Regions from separate parts of the Lactuca sativa genome. Here region 2 is linked to region 1. A link is a contact called in public Hi-C data. All regions are on one chromosome and are shown on one strand. The core of a region is the stretch at or near the end of the contact, and the rest is flanking DNA. Distances in the headings are between cores, read along the strand shown. Region 1 holds the start of LOC111907748. Region 2 holds the start of LOC111907745.

What was found. Hi-C and Micro-C count contacts between places; a contact is called where the count stands out from the background.
Region 2: a Hi-C map of leaf shows a contact between it and region 1, with 5 times the contacts expected there. The contact joins the promoter of LOC111907745 here to the promoter of LOC111907748 in region 1.

What each region holds. Positions count from the first base shown.
Region 1 is chr4:271,732,961-271,737,105 of Lsat_Salinas_v11, reverse strand. LOC111907748 reads right to left here and starts at 1,916. Exons shown (of 12, transcript XM_023903553.3): 1 at 1,750-1,916; 2 at 1,111-1,170; 3 at 807-860; 4 at 647-707; 5 at 1-15. The coding sequence starts at 1,788.
Region 2 is chr4:271,896,026-271,900,170 of Lsat_Salinas_v11, reverse strand. LOC111907745 reads right to left here and starts at 1,937. Exons shown (of 7, transcript XM_023903551.3): 1 at 1,310-1,937; 2 at 305-357; 3 at 1-80. The coding sequence starts at 1,796.

The DNA.
Region 1 (4,145 bases), core at 667-3,166:
GCCTTTGAGATAGAACTGCTCAGCTTCAAAGCCACAATGAGTGTTATAAAAATCCAGAAAAAAAAATACAAAGTATTATATTAATGACTTTTGCAATAAATAATATAAAACTGTATCTCCCTCTATCCCTAAACAGCACTCATGTTATTCTTTTTGGTCCACAACATTTACTTAATCTTAAATTCAAATTTCGTTTTGTGAATATGCTTTCAAGACAGAAGGGTGCTTTGACTAGTGGTATATTAATAGAACTAAATGCAAGAAATAGCAACATCCTTTCATTTATTTGTGTACTTTCATTTCATTGTATTATAAGATTCTACATCCATTTTTTTCCTTATTATAGCACTGTACTTTGAAAACTTTCTTACTAGGATATCATAGTTGAAAAAATATCAGTGAAAATTGCTTTGTATTCAGATGGCATTTAGTAGACTTTTCAAATTACAATATGAAGAAATGAAAGTAGGATGCTATACTCTTAAACAAATCAATGGAAGAAGTAGTCGACTTGTTTCTTGTTGCATTTAATTTTAACCAATAATAAGAGTAGTACACTTTTCATGGGACAGAGGAAGTAACATAATTAGTATGGTGTCCAAAACAACAAGGATAAGAAAGCAACCAAATGTCAGAGCAAACTAACCTTTTAGGTCTACTGTGGTATCAGCCAAGGCTGAAACAATATAAAATCTGTGCTTCTTATCCTATATATCAAAAGTAAAATATATACATATGCATTAATTAGATAGAACACAAAATGATACTATATGGCAATCCAAAACCAAAATATTTGAAGATAATACCTTTAGGAATAAGTTTTTACTCAATCCACCTTTCATATGTCCAACATACTTGGCCTTATACAAGAGATAGACAAACAAAACAAAACAAATTAAAGAAAATTGCAATATTTTGTTACAGAGAACATGCTTTTGCAGTGCGTTTGGCATGTATTGTAGGCAAAAATTGTAATATTTTGTCCTATTATCTACCCAGAAAATGCAAAAGACGTTAATGCCCATTGAAAATATCCCCAGAAAGCTTTGTCCAGTTCAGTTATGTCTCATGTAAAAAACGCAACCTTTGTATTGCATTAGATTTAGTTACCTGGGCTTCAACAGTCATCACTACAGGATGCTCATACTGCGAAAATTTTATCTGTTGAGCCTGATACATACAATGGATATGTTATTGCTTAAAGAATATATAACAACTGATAAGATCCACCAACAAGCATACTTAAAACTAGTTACAAATGTTAAATAGTCAGGCCATGATCACACTCAGTGGGAAACAAAACCTCATTTATCAGGACAAAACTTAATAATAATAGAAGAAGAAAAATAATTACATTGTATTAAGGGAAAGATTATCACATGGAAAATGGATATAGGTCTTGTTACTAGCTCACGCCCAACAGTAGTCGATTTCTACTAATACTAGCTACGAAGTTTGAGGCAATAAACGAGTAAGCTAAGCTCTCACTCATGAGACTCCAACAAGAACACACTAATGAAGCATAATATAAAGTGCAAACATATATGACCGTGAAGATAGAACCTTAAGTTGTTTGATCTTGCACTACTTTTTTGGCAGATTAATAATGGCTGTTGCTTTTTCATTGCTTCAACCTGGGATTTTAAACCCAAATTTATTCGAAACTCTATCAATCGATAGTAAAATTAGAATTGGACGACGAGGTTGATGAATCCAGAAGATTACGCATTTTGTTAAGAAAAATCGAACCTGTAAGCGTTCAAAAAGTTGCCCTTTCGAAAAACCCATCTCTCCGAATTTTGTAGACGCCGCAACCCCAGGGAGAGACTGAAATGCAACTCAACCTGTAATACTCGCTTTGCTTGACCCAAAAACTTTGAAAATGTAGGTTTTGGTGATAATACATAAAACCCTAATCCTAAACTATTTGGGTTAGCTTTATATATATATATATATATATATATATATATATATATATATATATATATATATATATATATATATATATATATATATATATATATAAGTGATTTTTAAGAAAAGTGGTTTATTAGCTTGTAGATCCAGAAACATGTTCACTAATACCATCAATATCCACTGGAGAAGCAGCAATGAAGGCAATAATAAATACAGAAGTTGCGGTCAATAAGGTAGGGATCATCAAAACACCAAACCATCCAATGTAAAGACGGTTTTCAGTGTTGGTTATCTAGTTACAGAAGTGACCTCATAGGCTTTCGCTTTCGCGTCTCTCTAAAATTGCAGTCATGGTAAAATCTTGGTTTATTTAATTATCAGGGACTCCCAAGCGCACGAATTTTCAAATGAAAAACTAAAGGTTTGTTATTTAACAGAATAACATGACTTATATGCCCGTGTCAACCAATATCTATCTGGATCTAGTTCAATTTTTTGTAAATCAAAAGCGGTTTGCAAAAATAAAATAAAAAAAAAAGATTTCTATACACTATGCATATAATATAATTTCACTAAGAAAAGCTGGTTTTAAAAAGTGTTTGGATACGAAAAGCTGCTTTTTCAGGAGTAAAATGGTTAAAAAGCTAAAAAGCTAGGATTTTCTAGCTTTTTGAAAGTTTTACTTTTTCTCATCTAAAAAGTTGTTTTATTTACCAATTCAACTCAATGGTAATTTGGTTGGATCAGATCGGATAAGAATTTAGTTTTGTTTATTTAAATTCTTATTTTGAAAACTTAAATCAATTTGGATTCATTGGATCGGATCGTGTCGAATTTATCCAAACGAACACTTCTAGCATGTGGTAACAAACAAACATTTGCAACAATCATATCATTAAATTTTTAGGTTTAAAAAAGGAATTTTGGCTTAAATGAAAGATTGAAGTAATAAAAATGTCATTATTTAGCCATATAATTTCAAATGAAGACAATTAAGTCGTTGAACTTTCATTATTGTTCTCATTTTCCCTTATGACCTCCTACTCTTGGTTTTTGCCCATTACCTCAAAGACTTTCGACTTAAATGATCATTCAAGTTAAAAAAATCAACATTTAGTCATTTTAAGTTCAAATCATCACCATTAAGTCCTTTACCAAATGATGATCATACATGAAGATGGTGATGAGCTTCAATGGACTCGTTTACTTCATCTTTGTTTCCCTTTTGATACAAACCACATTCACCATCTTTGAAAAGTTAATTGTCTCAAGTTTCCACCAATATCTTCACATCAATACATCACACCTACCACCCTACTATCATCATGCCACAATATTCATTTTTTTCGAGTTTAAATCTCTTTCACTCGAATCTCGTACCATAGGGTTTGCCTAAAACAAACCCTTATGTAACGACCCAAAAATCAAGGGTAAGATTTTATTTTTATTATAGTCAAAACACATATATCTTCTAAATCTAAGCATTAAAAAAACATTGTTAATTAAAAACGTTTATCAGAGTTCGTCCTAAAATTACATATTGCAGAAACATGGGTGTGTGTGCTGCGATCAAGTCGGGTCCTCCCTTTCCAAATCAATGATACCTGAAACCATAAACAATATTGTAAACACGATGCTTAGTGAGTTCCCCAGAGCATACCCCACATAAGCCATATCAATCACATAAGCCATGCATATAAACATATAAGGAAGTCGTGGAAACCTTCCAAGGTCTTACTCTGGGTGTCATAGGAACCCCCTCATGGTCTTAGCTCACTACCATGGGAACCCCCATATGGTCTTCACCAACTACCATATAAACCATACATACAAACATATAAGAATACCCTGGAAACCCTCCAAGGTCTTACACCTGGTGCCATGGGAACCCCCACATGGTCTTAGCCTATTGCCATGGGAACCCCCACATGGTCTTAGCCTGGAATGCCATGTGAACCCCCACATGGTCTTATATTCAACTATCTCGGGAACCCCCCGGGGTCTTCCATGCAACTATCACAAAGACAACTAGCATACCACATACCACATAAATCAACTAACATACCACGTATAACTAATTGTCATGGGAACCCCCACATGGTCTTCACATAATACATAATGTATCGATAGCACATCCGCAATAATCATCACAACTATATAATGGGGTCGGCCTAGGTTCCTTCGACCCATTGGTATGGTGAGGAGACTCACCTCACACTGTGGAAGTC
Region 2 (4,145 bases), core at 688-3,187, 160 kb before region 1:
GAGACAAGAATTGTGCCTGTATATGACCCAAAAAGAAGACCCGCTGACATTGTCAGTGGGATCGCGGGGATTGCAAGTACCTAAAACAAAATTCAAACTTGAGGAAATGAATAAGGGAAAAGTTACGACTTAATAGAAAAAAAAAAAAAAAAAAAAAAAAAAAAAAAAAAAAAGCCACCAGAAACACCCGCATATAGCTTACCAGATTATCTCTCTATCAAATCAAAAGGAAACCAAAAATGAAAATGAAAAAAGCAGGATTTTAAGCAGAATTCAAGAGAGGGAGAGGCAGGCAGCTACTTACCTCCAAGCCAGCATAAACTGCAACAAAAAGTGCATATCCAGCAGGGCCATATCCTGTTGGAGGAGGAATAAGAGAAACATGAAGCTCAATTCCTTTTAAAATAAAATAGCTTTTTTGCCAATCAGATACAACATATACAAACACATCTTTATTCTTTAAAGCTTCGTTCCATGAAGATGAAGCAAATAAAGTTTTATGACTAGTATTGTGTTTGGTGTGCATTGGACTCGGACTGGAATTAATGTAACATCTCAAAAGTCAAATCAATTTCTTGTTTTGCAATCCCATCATCAAAAATAAAAGCTTCTTCAGTCTAATCATGTCCCCATGTAACCCAAAGGAACCTAAACAGTTTTATTCATCAAATACCAAACTACATAATTACCAACATGCATAAGATTCATACAATCTCTCCTGAGATGCTAAATTCAACATACACTAATCAATATATATATATATATATATATATATATATATATATATATATATATATATATATATATATATATATATATATATATATTGTTCTTGTCCAACTATGGAAATACAAAAATGCCTATTTTTAATAATGCATTCAAACATGAAACCTAAGTTTTCCTTACTCTTTGTGCATAAACTATCCTTTTAGCCTTACAGAATCTAGTTGGACTTGCTTATCCTTTCTACCTGAAATGGTACAAAGATTGATGAATTTTCTTACTTTTTTCTCTTGTTATTTTTCTAGTGCCATTGATTATGAGATGCCTAACAGCTATGATGTCATAAAAAATGGGAAAGAATTTTTGGAAATTACTTGAGCTTCCTTTTTAGTTTTTGCCTCCATTGTTCTATTACCATGTTGTGTACTTACTTTCTTTCTTCCTTCTTGAGAAACCAAAAATGTGTTTATTATGTTGTATTCTCTAGTTTCGATTCAACATCATCCAATTTCCATCAAGCTCAAAACTCTTAAGAGCACTTAAAGCAATAATCGAACTGGGAATTTGTTTGGAAATACTGGTGTACCTTCAATGAAGCTAGAAAACTGAATCAGAAAAGCATTGATCTGGTCTCTATAGATGTACCCAACAGTACCAAACCCACCAACAACACCCACCAGCAACAAACCAGCTAAAATTGTCCCCTTAATCGCAGTCTCGTTCTGATCATCATCATCATCATCATCATCATTTCCGCCACCACCATCGTCTTTAGGATTATCGTTCAAGTTCAAGAGTCTTCTGATGCTGCTTTGTGGTGGTGGGGCATTAGTTTGAAGGGTTCGTTGCTGTTTTTTGGTTTGTTTGAGGGAAGAACGAGGTGGGTTAATGAAATGAAACCGCTTATTGAAGGGTCTAAAGCTAAAGAAACTAAAGGAAGACGATGATGATGAACATGATGTAGAAGTAGAATAAGTTGAAATTGAGAAATGGAAGTTGTGTCTGGCGAGTGATTGAGATCGAGAAGGAGCAGAATATGATGAGAGGCACGGTGGCCTCGAAAGGATGCGCATTCTAAGTGGATGATTTCTGTTTAGAGTTCGATAAACAGTGGATTCTTCAAGATAAGAAGAACAAAGAAGATGAGCGCTGTTCCTCTCATTTTTATACGGTTTGTAGGCGGTACACCAATTCCCCAGGTTTGGGCGTCACAAGTTTGTTTACCTATGCCAATTTTATGATGGGTTAATCGAGTTTTGTAACCAATCACATTTTATTTTTATTTTATTAGAAGCAGGAAAATATAAAAATTTTAGAGAAAATGAATTACCAACCAAACTTGTTGTTTTGTTCGTAACTTTTTTATTTTCTTTTCACACGGTTAACCATTTAATTTGTTATATGTGTTTACGTATCGTTATTGTCACATGTTATAACAGATAATAATGGTAATATATAAACAAATTAACAAATTAAATGGTTAAATATATAAAAAAAAATTGTCTAAATATGATAAAAATAAAAAGTTAATTAACCTGATAATTCATTTTTCTCATTTTTAATAGTGATTTTATTTTTCATATTTGTTTGTATTATTTTTTTTAAACGTTATTTTTAAAATATGCATAATTTCCTAAATATTAATTAAATATTGATAATTCTAAACTTTACTTTTTAATTAAAAATATGGTTTTGTTTTGTGGAATATTTAATATAGTCTCTTATTATATACAATATTTTTAAAGTAAATAATATCTAACAATAAAATTAAATAAATTAAATATGTAACAATAACTATGAAGGATCTTTAAAAAGAATAAAAAAAATATTACTTAACAAATAAAAAACAAAAATCTATATAATGTAAATGTTTTAAAATGATCATAACTTTTTAATACTTTTTAATTAGAAGTTTATAAACTTTCAATTTTTTAATACAACCGTTTAAAATGGTATTTAACGAAAGTATTTTAAAATATTATAAAAAAATATTAAATTGTCATACAAAATCTATAAAACACTCCTGCGATCTTCGAATCGGTCAAGGATGGGAAATTTACACTTTGAAACACTTTGAAAATATTGTAACAGAAAATTTACAAATAAATGTATGAAAGTTCAATGAAAGTATTTTAAAATATTATAAAAAATATTAAATTGTAATACAAAATCTGTGAAACACTTTAAAAATATTGTAACATGAAATTTACAAATAAATGTATGAAAGTTATAAAAAAAGTTAAAAATTTGTTAGAAAATTTTAAAACATTTATAAAATATTTCGTTTAAAAGCACTTGTATTAAAATTATATAAACGTATAAAAAAATAAAAAATAAATTATAAGCAAAGTTTAAAACATTGTATTAGAAAAACCTATAAGAAAAAAATATCATAAAAATATTGTAAGAAATTATAAAAAAAATCTTAAGAAATTTGTAAAAGAAAAGTTCATATTTAGACAACTTTCTTTTTTTGTACACATTTGATCATTTAATTTGTTAAATATGTTCACATATTACTATTGTCACCTATTATCAGGTGACAATAGTAATATGTGAACAAGTTAAATGGTTAAATGTGTACAAAAAAATTGAAGTTGCCTAAACGTGAACAAGACGAAAAGGTAATTACCCTCGCAAGTCATTTCCCTTTATTTTATTAGAAGATGGAAAATATAATTATTGGTTTTTCTATAGTAAAATCTCATTATTTTGATAAATTTTTTGATAAAATCTTAAATTATTTTTATGAATAGAAAAGTTATGATTATTTGACTTTTTAAATAGAAAAACTCAAGAAACCAGTTAATTTACTAACTTTAGTCCTTTTTGACCTGTTGAGCAGGTCATAAGATCAAATCATTAATTTTCTCAAAATAAACGGATCTTTGTTTATGAATATGGTGTTATGTCTCATTATTTATCCTTAATCCTATCTTTTTCATCCCTTGGTTTTGTTTATAATATCTTCTTGTATTTTATGGGTACTCATACAGATATTTGGAACTTGATTACTACAATCACTAGGGATATAACTTCCTAGCATTCATTTATTGTTTATGTATGTGTGTCTGCTACTTCTTCGAGGCATCCCTTCATAAGTAGTTTCTTTAGTTAAGGCTAAACAATGTTACAATGAGTTCATATAATTGAGCTCGTGACGTTGAATCTTCTCGAGACGACACTTCATCGGATGTCGCCAAAGTTTAGAAATTTATGTATGTTGTGACTCGACCATCAAGGTTGTAGCTAGCAATCAGCCCCGTATAGATCTATACATACCTTTATCGCTCGCTTAAGATTTAACGATTATAGGTCGGTTTAGCTAAAGGTTATTTAGTTAAGGGATGAATAACGTCTCATTAAAAAAATGTTAATGTGTAGCCATATCGGGTACTTTCGTTTTCCTTGTTTCATTAGTT